2 separate regions of the Triticum aestivum genome follow, and region 2 is linked to region 1. The links are chromatin contacts, called in public Hi-C maps. All regions are on one chromosome and are shown on one strand. Each heading gives the region's core, a stretch centred on a gene start, on an enhancer-like site or on the middle of the called end of the contact. The rest is flanking DNA. Distances are from core to core; before and after follow the strand shown. Region 1 holds the start of LOC123121494 (protein Brevis radix-like 1). Region 2 holds the start of LOC123121495 (phospholipid:diacylglycerol acyltransferase 1).

Region 1 (5,923 bases), core at 251-2,750:
CCTTCTCGGAGGAAGTAACAACCCTACGTCTCGGTGCCCGGAGGCGGTCGACTGGATTATATGCGTGTGTGCTACAGGGGGTGCGAACCCTTGTGCATGTGGAGGGGGTGGCTTATATAGAGTGCGCCAGGGCCCCAGCCAGCCCACGTTACAAGGGATTTAAGGTACATCAAGAGGGGGGCGTTACTGGTAACGCTAGCAATAAAGAGACATAATGACCATTAAAGCTACGACGTAATGTCCGACCGTTGCAGTACGGAGTGGCTTTAGATCTTCTAGCGGTCGAGTGACAGTCTCCATGGTCGAGTGACTTCGAGTCTTCCGAGTGGAACGCTCCATGGTCGAGTGGATGATGATTCTTCTTCGAATGCTTCTGGTTTTAGGGTGATGTCCTTGGGGAGGGTATCTTGGACAGGCCTATGACCCTACCCTAGGTACATAGCTTCATCAGGCGGCGCCCTCGGCCGGCGCGTCGCTTCAATGGCAGAGGCAGTGGGAGGTCGTGTTCGTTCTGGGCTGCTCACCAGCGGCATAAATGGAGGCACCTGGCGCAGTGCGGGAGCGCGTGCAGACGAGGGAGGAGGAGGTTTGGGTGGGCCAGAATGGACAGAAGCGGGCGTGGCCGCGTGGGTGCTGTCCGAATGGCCGTAAAGTCCCACGTTTGTCTCTAGTTTGCGGGAGAAAGTATGTTCGGACTGCTCTGCGTATCGATACGGACCCGCGTTGGCTGACTTTCCTAGTTCGGACGGTTGAGAGGTGTTTGAACATCAGCGTTGGAGATGCTTTTTTTTAATAGCGTTGGAGATGCCCTTAAATCGCATGTTTTTTTTCCCTAGGGAAGGTGTCTTTTCTTGACATTATTGGTTTTGAGGTTGCTTGCATGTCTTTTCGAAACGGTCGATTCTTGTGGGTTGCTTATATCCGTATAATCCACCGAGGTGCCTAGAGCGGCACAAGTACCCAAAGCATCGTGGCAACGGTGGCAATCAAAGTAGTAGATGATCCAAAACCAGGCGCCGAAGGTGGGAATGAGCCTATGAATATTTAAGCAAAAGAGATTCAGAAGATCGTTCGAGCTGGAGAGCACGCCTCTCGAGGCGAATCTGGGAGTCAGAAACCTAAGTTAAAATTAACCCCGGGAGTCCATATGAAACCGCTGCCCACATGAATCTCAATGAAAAATTACACTCCTCACGACATATCTGAACCTCACCCTTTTCACCCAGCACCAACCCAAACCCCCGTCGAAACACACATGCTCGCGAACAAACAAAAAAGCTCTACTATTGCCGCTGCTACTACTCACTCTCACTCTCTCTCTCTCTGCGCTGGCCATGGCAATGGCGAGTACTACTGCTCCTGCCAGTGGCCACACGGACGCGGCCCCTCGGGGGCCCGCCACCCACCAGGGGCGTGTCAGGGAAGCTTTACATTACATTGATGGGTCCGTCGATCCAGTCGAGCCACAGTGGAGACGCCGCTCCATAAATTAAATCCCACTTGGCTCGTGCCGCAGTGCGGCTGCTGCCATTAAAACCGCGATACTATACTAATCCGGCCATTAATGCCCTTAACTCGAGCTCGAGATCGGAGGCGAGGAGGGGCGTGCGTGCGCGCGCGTGTACTTGCTCCGCCACGTCGTGGCCCGTGTCGCCGTCCGTGCGCTACGCTACGTGCCGCCCCGCCATTTAAGGCCGCGCGCCGCTCCCGATTTCGCTTTCCGGGTCTGTCGCTGTCCGTCGGTCAGAGGGGGCGTGCGTGCTCGCGCTCGCCGGCGGCGGGATGCTCACGTGCATCGCCTGCTCCAGGCAGCTCGGCGGCGGGGTGCCGCCGCTGCACGAGCCGCCGGAGGACGAGGACGTCGTCGATGCCGGCGCGGGCGTGGGAGGCGCTGCCACGCCCAGCACCCGGCAGGCCATCAAGGCGCTCACGGCCCAGGTTGGGCTCTCGGGACTGTGCTTGTATCTCTTGCCACTGGAGTTCTGCTTGAAATGTCGATTTTTTGTTCTGTTTCTCTTGTTCTGTTCATCCGCCGAAAGGAGATGACGATTTTTTTAATTCGTCTGAATCTGTCTGGAAGGTTACGCCTTTTAGGTCTTGGAATCTTGTCTCGAGGTCGTAATCATCGGATCGGGTGGGACTGAATTGACGGGGGATTTTCTTGGGTTCAGATCAAGGACATGGCGCTCAAGGCGTCGGGCGCGTACCGGCACTGCAAGCCCTGCGCCGGCTCCTCCGCGGGGGCCTCGGGGCGCCACCACCCGTACCACCACCGCGGCGGCAGCGGCTTCCGGGGCTCCGACGCCTCCGACCGCTTCCACTACGCCTACCGCCGCGCCGCGGGCGGCGGCTCCAGCGGGGAGGCCACGCCATCCATGAGCGCGCGCACCGACTTCCCCGCCGGCGACGAGGAGGAAGAAGAGGAGGAGGACGGGATGTCATCTGGCGGCGGCGGCGGCGGCAAGGAGGACAACGCCAAGGAGTGGGTGGCGCAGGTGGAGCCCGGCGTCCTCATCACCTTCGTCTCGCTGCCGCAAGGTGGCAACGACCTCAAACGCATCCGATTCAGGTGTGTGCTCTCACGCGATTGCGCCTGCATTATTTGCATTTTTTTTTCTCCAGTGCATTACTCTGATTGTTGGCTGGAAAAATATCTTGTTGGCTTAGTTTACATTTTCAGAAAATGTGATCGAAATTTTGAGATCCTCTTGCGTATGAGTAGAAAAATGTTTTTGTTAAATTTAGTAAAAAAATGCAGATGGATGAAGCGCAATGCGTTGAAAAACTCTCGACGAATTGAAGTTCCAACTAGTATCTTTCATCTTTTTTACTACTCAGTGCAGAGTTACTACAATTTTCTTTGAGAAATGCCTAATGTGAATAGTTAAACATTTGAGCCTAAGGCTTTCTTGGTTAACCTCTTGTTTAAGCCTTTTTTTAAATAAGTACTACCTCTGTAAAATAATATAAGACGTTTTAGATCACTAAAGATATTAGTTTACAGAGGGATTCTTTTTGGATTATGCACTACAAAAATATGTGCTACACTTTTTCCTCACCGCTATGTGTCCTATATATAGATAGTAAATCCCTTGAGATTTTACACACTGGATGAGCTGTGAACGGGAACAATCTGGCGCATTGACTTTAGAATAGGCCCTCCATTTAACCCCTCACGTGCTCTAGCCAGGTCGAAGTCTAGATGTGTCAGAATGCATGTTGTGTGAGGAGCCGGTAGATCATAGAAGCTCCAGTGCATCAACTTGCTATGAATTTTGAACTTACCAGTCCTATGTGGGGGCAAGTCCAGCTTGCACATTTGTACTTTAGGCTATGAAAATGATACATCTGCTGTGCTGGCGATGATGCTTCCTCTCCACCAAAGGGGTGGTATTATCATGGGATAGAGACACAAAGAGGCCCACAAGCTACATCCCATCTGGGTATCCAATACAGAAGCTTAATTGAAAGACGTTGGAACAGAAAAATTCTGCTCCTCTCTTTTCTTTGGCCATTTGCTTGGCTGGTGGCCTTCTTATTGAGATGTACTAGTTGGGTCCCTCCACACCGGGTTATCAGGAGAGCCATCCAACATGGACTCTTGACTGCAGCACTTTTGCTAATGTGCAATACTACATACTACTCTACGATTTATTTGCCACCCTATTTTGCCATTATTATGTGTTCTACAGTTAGTAAATCCTTGTTCTTTTAAATTTTCCAACTGGATGTTCTCTAACGAGAACAATCGGGCACATTGTAAATAGCAGTGAAAATGGTACTAATTGTCAACTCTAGATTTAGCCCCCGGCGTGCTCCAGCCAGGTTGAATTCTAGATGTGTCACAATGCATGTTATATAGTTGTCAGATTAGAATTTTGATTCATACATTATAGAGTTTACGGGATCATGTCAGTTGTCCATGGTAGAGGTGTAGCAGCTCCAGTGTATCAACTGGTTATGAATTTTGAACTTACCAATACTATGACAGGCAAGTTCAGGTTGCACATTTGTACTTTATGCTACCAGAGCCATACATTTGCTGTGCTGGCAATGACTCTTCCTCTCTCGGAAGAGGTAGTATTATCAGGGGATAGACTTGAAACGCCCACAAGCTACCTCTCAACTGGGTAGTCAATAAAGAAGCTTCAATGGAAAGATGAGTGTTGGATCAGAAAAGTTCTGATCCTCTCTTTTCTTTGGCCATTTGCTTGGCTTGTGGTCTTACTGATATGTAGCTGGGTCTGTCTGCACGGGCTTATCAGGAGAGGCAACCAACATGGTCCTCTAATTGGAAGCATTTTTGCTCATGTGTAGAGTTTTAGTTCCAACAATATTACACTCATAATCAGATCTTACAAACCACTTTTGCAAACTTAGTCCTGGCACTATAAATTTAAAAATGTGCATGTGAAAATATGCTCATTATAAATTTGTAGTGTTCGGATTGAGTTTATAATAGTCGTTCTAAGATTTTTTTGTGAACATAGTAATGTTGTTAAAATAACGTTCTTGTGGGGAGCTCCTTGTGGCCAACTATGTTGATTGGTCCCCACTAGTATCATTAGGGATAAAATAGTATTTTATGGTCGAAACACTAGCTGGACCTTAACATGGGTGCAGGTGTTGTTTTATTTAGTTCACTGGGTCTAGATCTAAGGCAAGTAGGGCCAATTCAAAACTTGGTAGTTTGTGAAGTAACATTAGTCTGATTGCCAACGTTGTCACGGGATGCACTACTTGTCATTCCATTGACGTATGGATCAGTCGACTAATGTGCTTCAGATCTGCCGATGCACCTATTGGCTTAACCACTGCACACTTGTGATTTCTTTCTGAATGGAGCATGGGCAACACAGTAAATTGATAGCAGTGGGCCATCTCCTTCTGTGTGTGTGGGTCCTGCCCTTTGACCTCTTCAACAATCAGCATAATGTACAATTATCAGAGGGATGGAATAGTTTCAGTTCTTCTCGCTTTACAGATTGTTTCTAATTTTATGTTGAGATTTCATCCATCTAAGGCTTTCCCTTCAAATGGCGTGCCATCTTTCCCCCCTTTTAAATGGTGTTTCATAATACCCGGAAAATTTGGATCTCCGTATATTCTGTTACTTCTGGATTTATATTGCCAGGTGAAGTTGGTTAGCTGTTCACTGTATCAGTTGAACATGGGGTCTAAACTTGTTGGTATGCATGTGTTGAAACAGAGCTCTGCATAGATGCAAGTGGAACTAAAAAAACTACATGTACTGCCACCCTTTCAAAATATTAAAAAAGAACTACATGTACTGCCAGGCATCATGATTTTTTAGGCCAAAAAAAAAAACTGATGCGTAGGAATAGCATCAATTTTGGGCTTATAAGCTGACATGAAACACTTCCCTTGTCTGGTCTGGAATGTTATAGTAGCAAAGCAAAAACTCCATTATTCTTCTTTTTTTGATCCATGCAGGTGGCCTGCAAGCAAACACTATTCTGTCTAGTGTCTGCCGTGTGGGATATCTGCTGCGATAATCCTTGATCATGGAGGATATCTCTTAGTTGTCCATGTGCTGACTTAAGTCCCATGCATTCATTAGCTCTTCACAGCTTTGTGTACATTGATTAAGTAGAGTTACTATACAGCTATACCAGTGTGGCTTACTGATTCGCTACTTATTCTGTAATTATGTACATTAGAGTGACGGTTTGGATCTTCCTTCCATGTGATATGTATAATGCAAGGGTTTGCACAGGCTACAACCCTAAAAATGTGACCATATAAAAACTAAATGGAAAGTGAATTCATAGACAAACAGCAACACTGGAAACAAAATGCATGCTTGTTAACCTTTCTGGCTTTCTCTGTGAGAAGTTGTTTGCATCTGTATCTCATGCTGTGACTTTTTCTTGCATGGAATGGTGTATGACAGCCGTGAGAT
Region 2 (5,666 bases), core at 2,127-4,626, 160 kb before region 1:
AGAATGTGCGTGGGCGTGGGCATGGGTGTGTGTTGAATTGTAATTCTATAACAAATAACATGATTTCAGTAGGCACATTAAACATCAGCTACCAAACTTTTATAACTTGAATTACCTAGCCACAGCAACATCTTTGGCTTCAGATGAGAAAAGCCCAGCAACAGCCTTTGGAACTCCTAAGAAAGGCCCACCAATGTTTGCTACAGCTTTGATGTGCTTTGCACACCAATCAGGACCACCACCACCACCCATGGGAGAAGGTGCTTCTACCCACTTCATAAAATGAAGAAAATAGAGAACTCCCATGGAATGTGGGATCACCACCGCCCTATTTCCACCATTAGTCGCTACCAAGAGCTCAATGTTACTCTTTATTCTGCTCAATGTTTGATCACGGGTCTGCAGATGGCAATTTAAATTAGAAACATGACAGAGCATCATATATCAGTAGCATTCACATAACGAAGAAAATATAGCTAATGATGCAATCTATGTCATACCTCAGTGTTCTGGAATGATAACCTCCAATCATAAGCAGCCATGTACATGTTCTTTTCTTCATATCCAATCCGAGCTAAATTGGCAATCAGGACTGCCCAAACAAAATAGCCAGGGACAAAATAGTCAGCTGCGACAAGGCCTGTGACCGGCCTAACTCTTATTCCTGGTTTATCTAATCCAGTTTCGTTGTCCAATGACATATGTTCAATCCAGCATAAAGGCCTGAAAAATGTTTCAAGAGGATGAAAGAGATTGCAAGCAGAAGCAGGTCAGTGCACAACTGTACCCAAAAGAATGCTCTAGCAAAATGAAGGAGACTAGTACAATAACCAACTTAGAGTATATGATAAGTAAGCTTTGATGACTGCAGGCAAAACATAAAGAGCACCTATTCTAGGCAAAAGCTCCTTCAGTAGAAAGAGTTGGAAAAAATAAACAATAAACTAAAAATCAAAAAGTAACAAACTCTGTAACATGTAACCTTAGCAGTAGTGACTGTAATACAGCATCAAATGAAGTATAACTCTCGGGTCAATCCATGTTACAGCGGGCAGTATAGCATCTAGCTTTGCATGGATATTTCAGTTTCAAGACTGAAGCTATGTCATAAGAGATTTAGACTCTGCTTCTATTTGTAAAATATCAACTTCATTCTTGGTAACAGGGTTCAGGATATTAAATTTGTTCAGACTGTAACATTTTAATGCAGGTATTTACAACAAAGTAAATACAATGCCATATACCATGTAACAGCTAATCCCACAAGAGATTGCTACAGTGCTGAACTTTTAATGTCATATATAGCACGATACACAAGCCCCTGAATGAGATTTCTAATTTCCCAAGGGAATGCAGGAATCGAAATTGAACGAAGAAACGAAACACTAAAAGACTACATTAATTAGTTTTCTAGCACATAAGTTTTAGGATTCAAATTAGGCTTTTCTCTAAACAAGATATTTTACTGTAGAATCTGAAGTTTTGCAAACAAGCAGAGCACCAAGATTACCACCCCTGCCAAAATGTGACTGTAAATAAAGGCAGTTACTTCAATGCAAAGTGAGTCATCTACTTTTCCTACATAGGGATAGCTCAACAACACAAGGCTTAGAAGGAATAGCCGGTATGCTGTTCAGGGATCACGTTATTACACTCACCAGAAAGTAGGCAACATCGACCTTTCCAGAAAAGCAGTATTTGAATAACAAATAATGAAACAGTCGGATATAAATATCTACTCCAAAAGGCATCCCATGACTACATCAAAAGCTTTATTTAACGCAAATTATAATTTCTTCTAAAGGACCTGAACACACATAATCTAGATTTCTCTTGTACAAGAATTTCCCTATATCAACATCCCCTCATAGCCAGTGGGGGACACAATGTTGCCTAGTTTTACAACATGTGCACTCCATGCAGCTCTCAAAGTCACATCTTGCCCACTCAAATCCTGCTCCCATGCTAGTAACAAAAACCAGCATTTCAAGGCAGCTGAAAGTGATTGTCACACCCAACATTTCATATAAATATACCAAGTACTTACACAATTAAACAGTACAAAACTAGCTTAAGAAACACAAATAAAGTTCAAATTACCAAGAATACTAATCCCTGCACCGTAACAAAACAACCATTGAGAAAGTAATAAAAACCATCCAAAATTGGAACCAACTTTCTATTGAGCACCTAAGTCCCAGTTCTTGACTGAGCACCTCGGCATTGAGGGATCATAGAGCCTGACCCAGATTTCAGAATATCTGGGACGAACCTCTAGTCCTACAGCTCAGATACGTTAATAAGATATAAAATAAATCTACGGAAAGGGCGTTAGAGAACACGAGGGAATGACAGCCTATGGAATCAGACTACTGTCCTGAAGTCCTAACTCTGCCAAAACAATTCCCAAAAGCTCGACAAACAACAAAGCAAGCCAAAAAGAATAACATGGGACTGATTCTATTAAAGGATCCTAGCGTCGATTACTAAAGCAGCCCTAATAACGATCAAACAAAGTAGAGACTTAACGGACACGCGACGGATGCGAATGCAACACCTAACAGGTAAGAAAGCGACCTCTTGTACACGTCGCCGAATGTGCCGCCCCAGAGGCGCTTCCGGAAGAGCCCCTCGGCGCAGTGGTGGCCCTCCCAGAGCTCGAGCCCTCCGGTGACGATCCCCGGCACGAAGATGACGGGGTGCTTGGCGTGCAGCCCCTCCTTCTGCAGCTTGACCCCGGGCGGGTCCGGGAGCGGGCCCGTGATGGCCTCCGTGACGTACTGCGGGAAGGAGGCCGGCATGGCGTTGTAGAGGAAGAGCAGCAGCCACCAGGAGGAGCAGACGCAGCCCACGAGCCAGCAGCAGCTGTCCACGCACGACCACTTGCCCTTGGCCCGCCTCCCGGCCTCCTTGGACGGCGGCGCGGAGGCGGAGGAGGACGGCTGCTCCTGCGCCAGCTTCTTCCCCTTGTCCTTGTCCTTGTCGTCGTGGTCGGAGCCATTGCTGTCGTCGCCCGGCGAGGGCGGCGGCGGCGACTGCTGCTGCCTCCGCCTCCGTAGGAGCGACATGGCGCGCGCGGGCGGGCGAATGGGATCGGTGGGCGGTGCGGGGCGGGGCGGGGCTACCTGCGCGGGCGCACTCGCATCGCCGGCGGTGGCCGGGAGGGGGCCTGGCCCGCGAAACCCTAAGCCGGCGGCGGGGCCCAAGGAGGCGGAGGGGGCGAGGTCGGGAGGGGCGGGGCGGCCTCGCGGGGCTAGCGTTTGTGAGGTCGGGAGAGGGAGGAGGCTCGAGGCCGTAGGCGACCGTCGCGCCGCACCGGAGCGATCCCTGCGCCCGATGTACGTGCGCCGAGCTGGCCACGAGTGCCTGCTGACGTGGGCCCGGCGGCACGGGACGGGTCTGTGGTTCGTGAAGACGCGGTGCGGGTGAGGTGAGGTGGTGGGGGCGGAGTTCGCCTGCCTCTATTGATTGGAACATGTGCGGGGCCCACGGGTGGCGGTCAAGGACGGGGACGGTGAAGTGGGGCCAGCGTAGCTTTGCACAAATGATAATGGCGAACCAACCATAGCAGAACCTCGCCAAAACGTGATCTTTCTGGGGTTTTTTTTTACAGTAAAACGTAATCTTTCGGTTGGCACGGTTTTTCTTTTTTCCGTTTACATTCAAGGTGCAGAGCACGATCCATTCTCATGTAATAATGGGCTTGAAATAATTTAAATTCCTCTGAATATATTCAAGTTCAAGTATCTATTTTTGATAAATATTACTAGTTGCAAATTTTAAGGTTTGGCCTCGTCTTGTCTAGAACGGTGGCTTTAACAAGACGCGAGGGACATCTGGACAGCATGAAGAAAAGCTTTTACTGGAGATGTTACATTTAAGTTTTTCTAAAGCTAGCACGTTATCAATTGGCATGTCCAATCATCCACTGGCTTGTGTTCTTCTTGTAAATATTTCTATCGTCCTTAAAATCCCATGCACCTTGCTTTGCTAATGATCCTAGCAAGATCGTCCTTCTTCTGCCATGATGGTTGCCCTTCTCTGTGTTGGCGGTAAATAGAATGGTTGTACGATTCTATGTTCACTCGGTGACATCTCATTGCCCTTGTCGCTCCCCTGGCACGCCTATTCTTCTGTCATAATGGTCATCCTTCTCTCTGTTGGCATTCTTTCGTCATAATGGGCGTCCTTCCCTTCGTTGGCGGTAAATCGAATGGTTGTATGATTCCATGTTCATTAGGTGACATCTCATTGCCCTTGCCATTCCCCTAGCACGCCTACCCCAAGGAACCTATCATTATGGTGCAATTAGGTGGCGAGCAACCACGCCATGCACCATGACGATTTCAGATTGTGTTATGAGTGCTGATTATGGTACATGACCGCGACTGAAACTCCCGTCATGAGACGTCGTCGCATTTCAGCATGCATGCATCATTCGTTTGTTCTATATGGATAGTCAGTTTCAACACGTATGTCGGTCATCCAACAACATCCATATGCCCTCGTATGCATTTTTGTTCCTCGACGGCAATAGCAAAGACAATGATTTCATGTCCTAGCATGTGCAGTCCCACTCGAACATCATGCTCCTGCAGACCCGCATCTACATAGTGGTGGGGAATGGGCACCGGATCAAGTAGATGGCCTTCACAATGTGCTTGTATCGTGTCAACCTTAACATCCGGAGTATAACACATACTTTGTTAAAATTCTTTAAATAGAAACCCGTCCTCGTTCTACATATCCGGCTGGAGTTTGGTTTATTTTTCTTTGAGTCAATTACACCACTGATGCCATAACTTGGCATGAAAAGTCAGTTTAATGCTAAAACTTGTGGTGTGCATTGAAATGGTGCAAATTATGTTTCTATACAAACAAGGTCCTGCTTAGGCGCGCCAACATGGCAACTGGACGGCAAAAAGGGTGTGTGGCCTGCTATTTTGCAGAAAAAAAACTCAAATGTTTTTCTCATGAAAAAGCCCCTGCCACGGCCACAAGGGTCCACTTGTCAGTGCCGCAAAATAATTAAAAAATAGCTGCCGCAGGGATGAACACTTTTATATACTACATGAATATTTTGCAAAACTGTGAACATTTTAAAACTTATAAAAGTATTTGTTAAAATATATGAAAAATAAACACTTTCTTAAAGCATGAAAAGTTTTATATATTACACTAATATATTTTTTAAACTTTGAACAATTTTAAACTTAAGCATTTATTGAATATATGTTTTATTCTATATGCGAATTATTACATGAAAAAATTGGTAATTTTTAATTTAATTACATGGTTAAATGTTAAATTAATACGGGTTATTTTACAATGTAATTTATTTATTTATATGTACATTATTTATAATGGAGGATTACTAATTACATACATTATACAAATTTATAAAAAACAGTGCAAAATAGGCTGTAGGGACTGTATCCAACTTAGAGTTAAAAGAATATATAGTTGCGGTATCTGATTATAACGTGAAAAGCTATTGTGATCAGGTGGTTGCCTGAGCGCAGCTTTTTTCAATTATTTCTGTCACGCTGACGAGTGGATCCTTGCGTCCGCGGCAGGTGCTTTTTTGTGAGAAAAAGATTCTGAGGTTTTATTGCAAAATAGCATGCACACGTCCTCTTTATCGCCTAGACACTAACAGTGGGTCC

The links. A called contact is a pair of places that touch in the nucleus more often than the background predicts.
Region 2: a contact with region 1 is called in a Hi-C map of leaf, with 4 times the contacts expected there. The contact joins the promoter of LOC123121495 here to the promoter of LOC123121494 in region 1. A contact is called at or near these places in 2 of 5 Hi-C or Micro-C datasets (both in leaf).

What each region holds. Positions count from the first base shown.
Region 1 is chr5D:325,760,307-325,766,229 of IWGSC CS RefSeq v2.1, reverse strand. It overlaps LOC123121494 (protein Brevis radix-like 1), which reads left to right and starts at 1,500. Exons shown (of 5, transcript XM_044541493.1): 1 at 1,500-1,938; 2 at 2,172-2,569; 3 at 5,915-5,923. The coding sequence starts at 1,783.
Region 2 is chr5D:325,925,289-325,930,954 of IWGSC CS RefSeq v2.1, reverse strand. It overlaps LOC123121495 (phospholipid:diacylglycerol acyltransferase 1), which reads right to left and starts at 3,376. Exons shown (of 6, transcript XM_044541494.1): 1 at 2,578-3,376; 2 at 501-723; 3 at 116-399. The coding sequence starts at 3,068.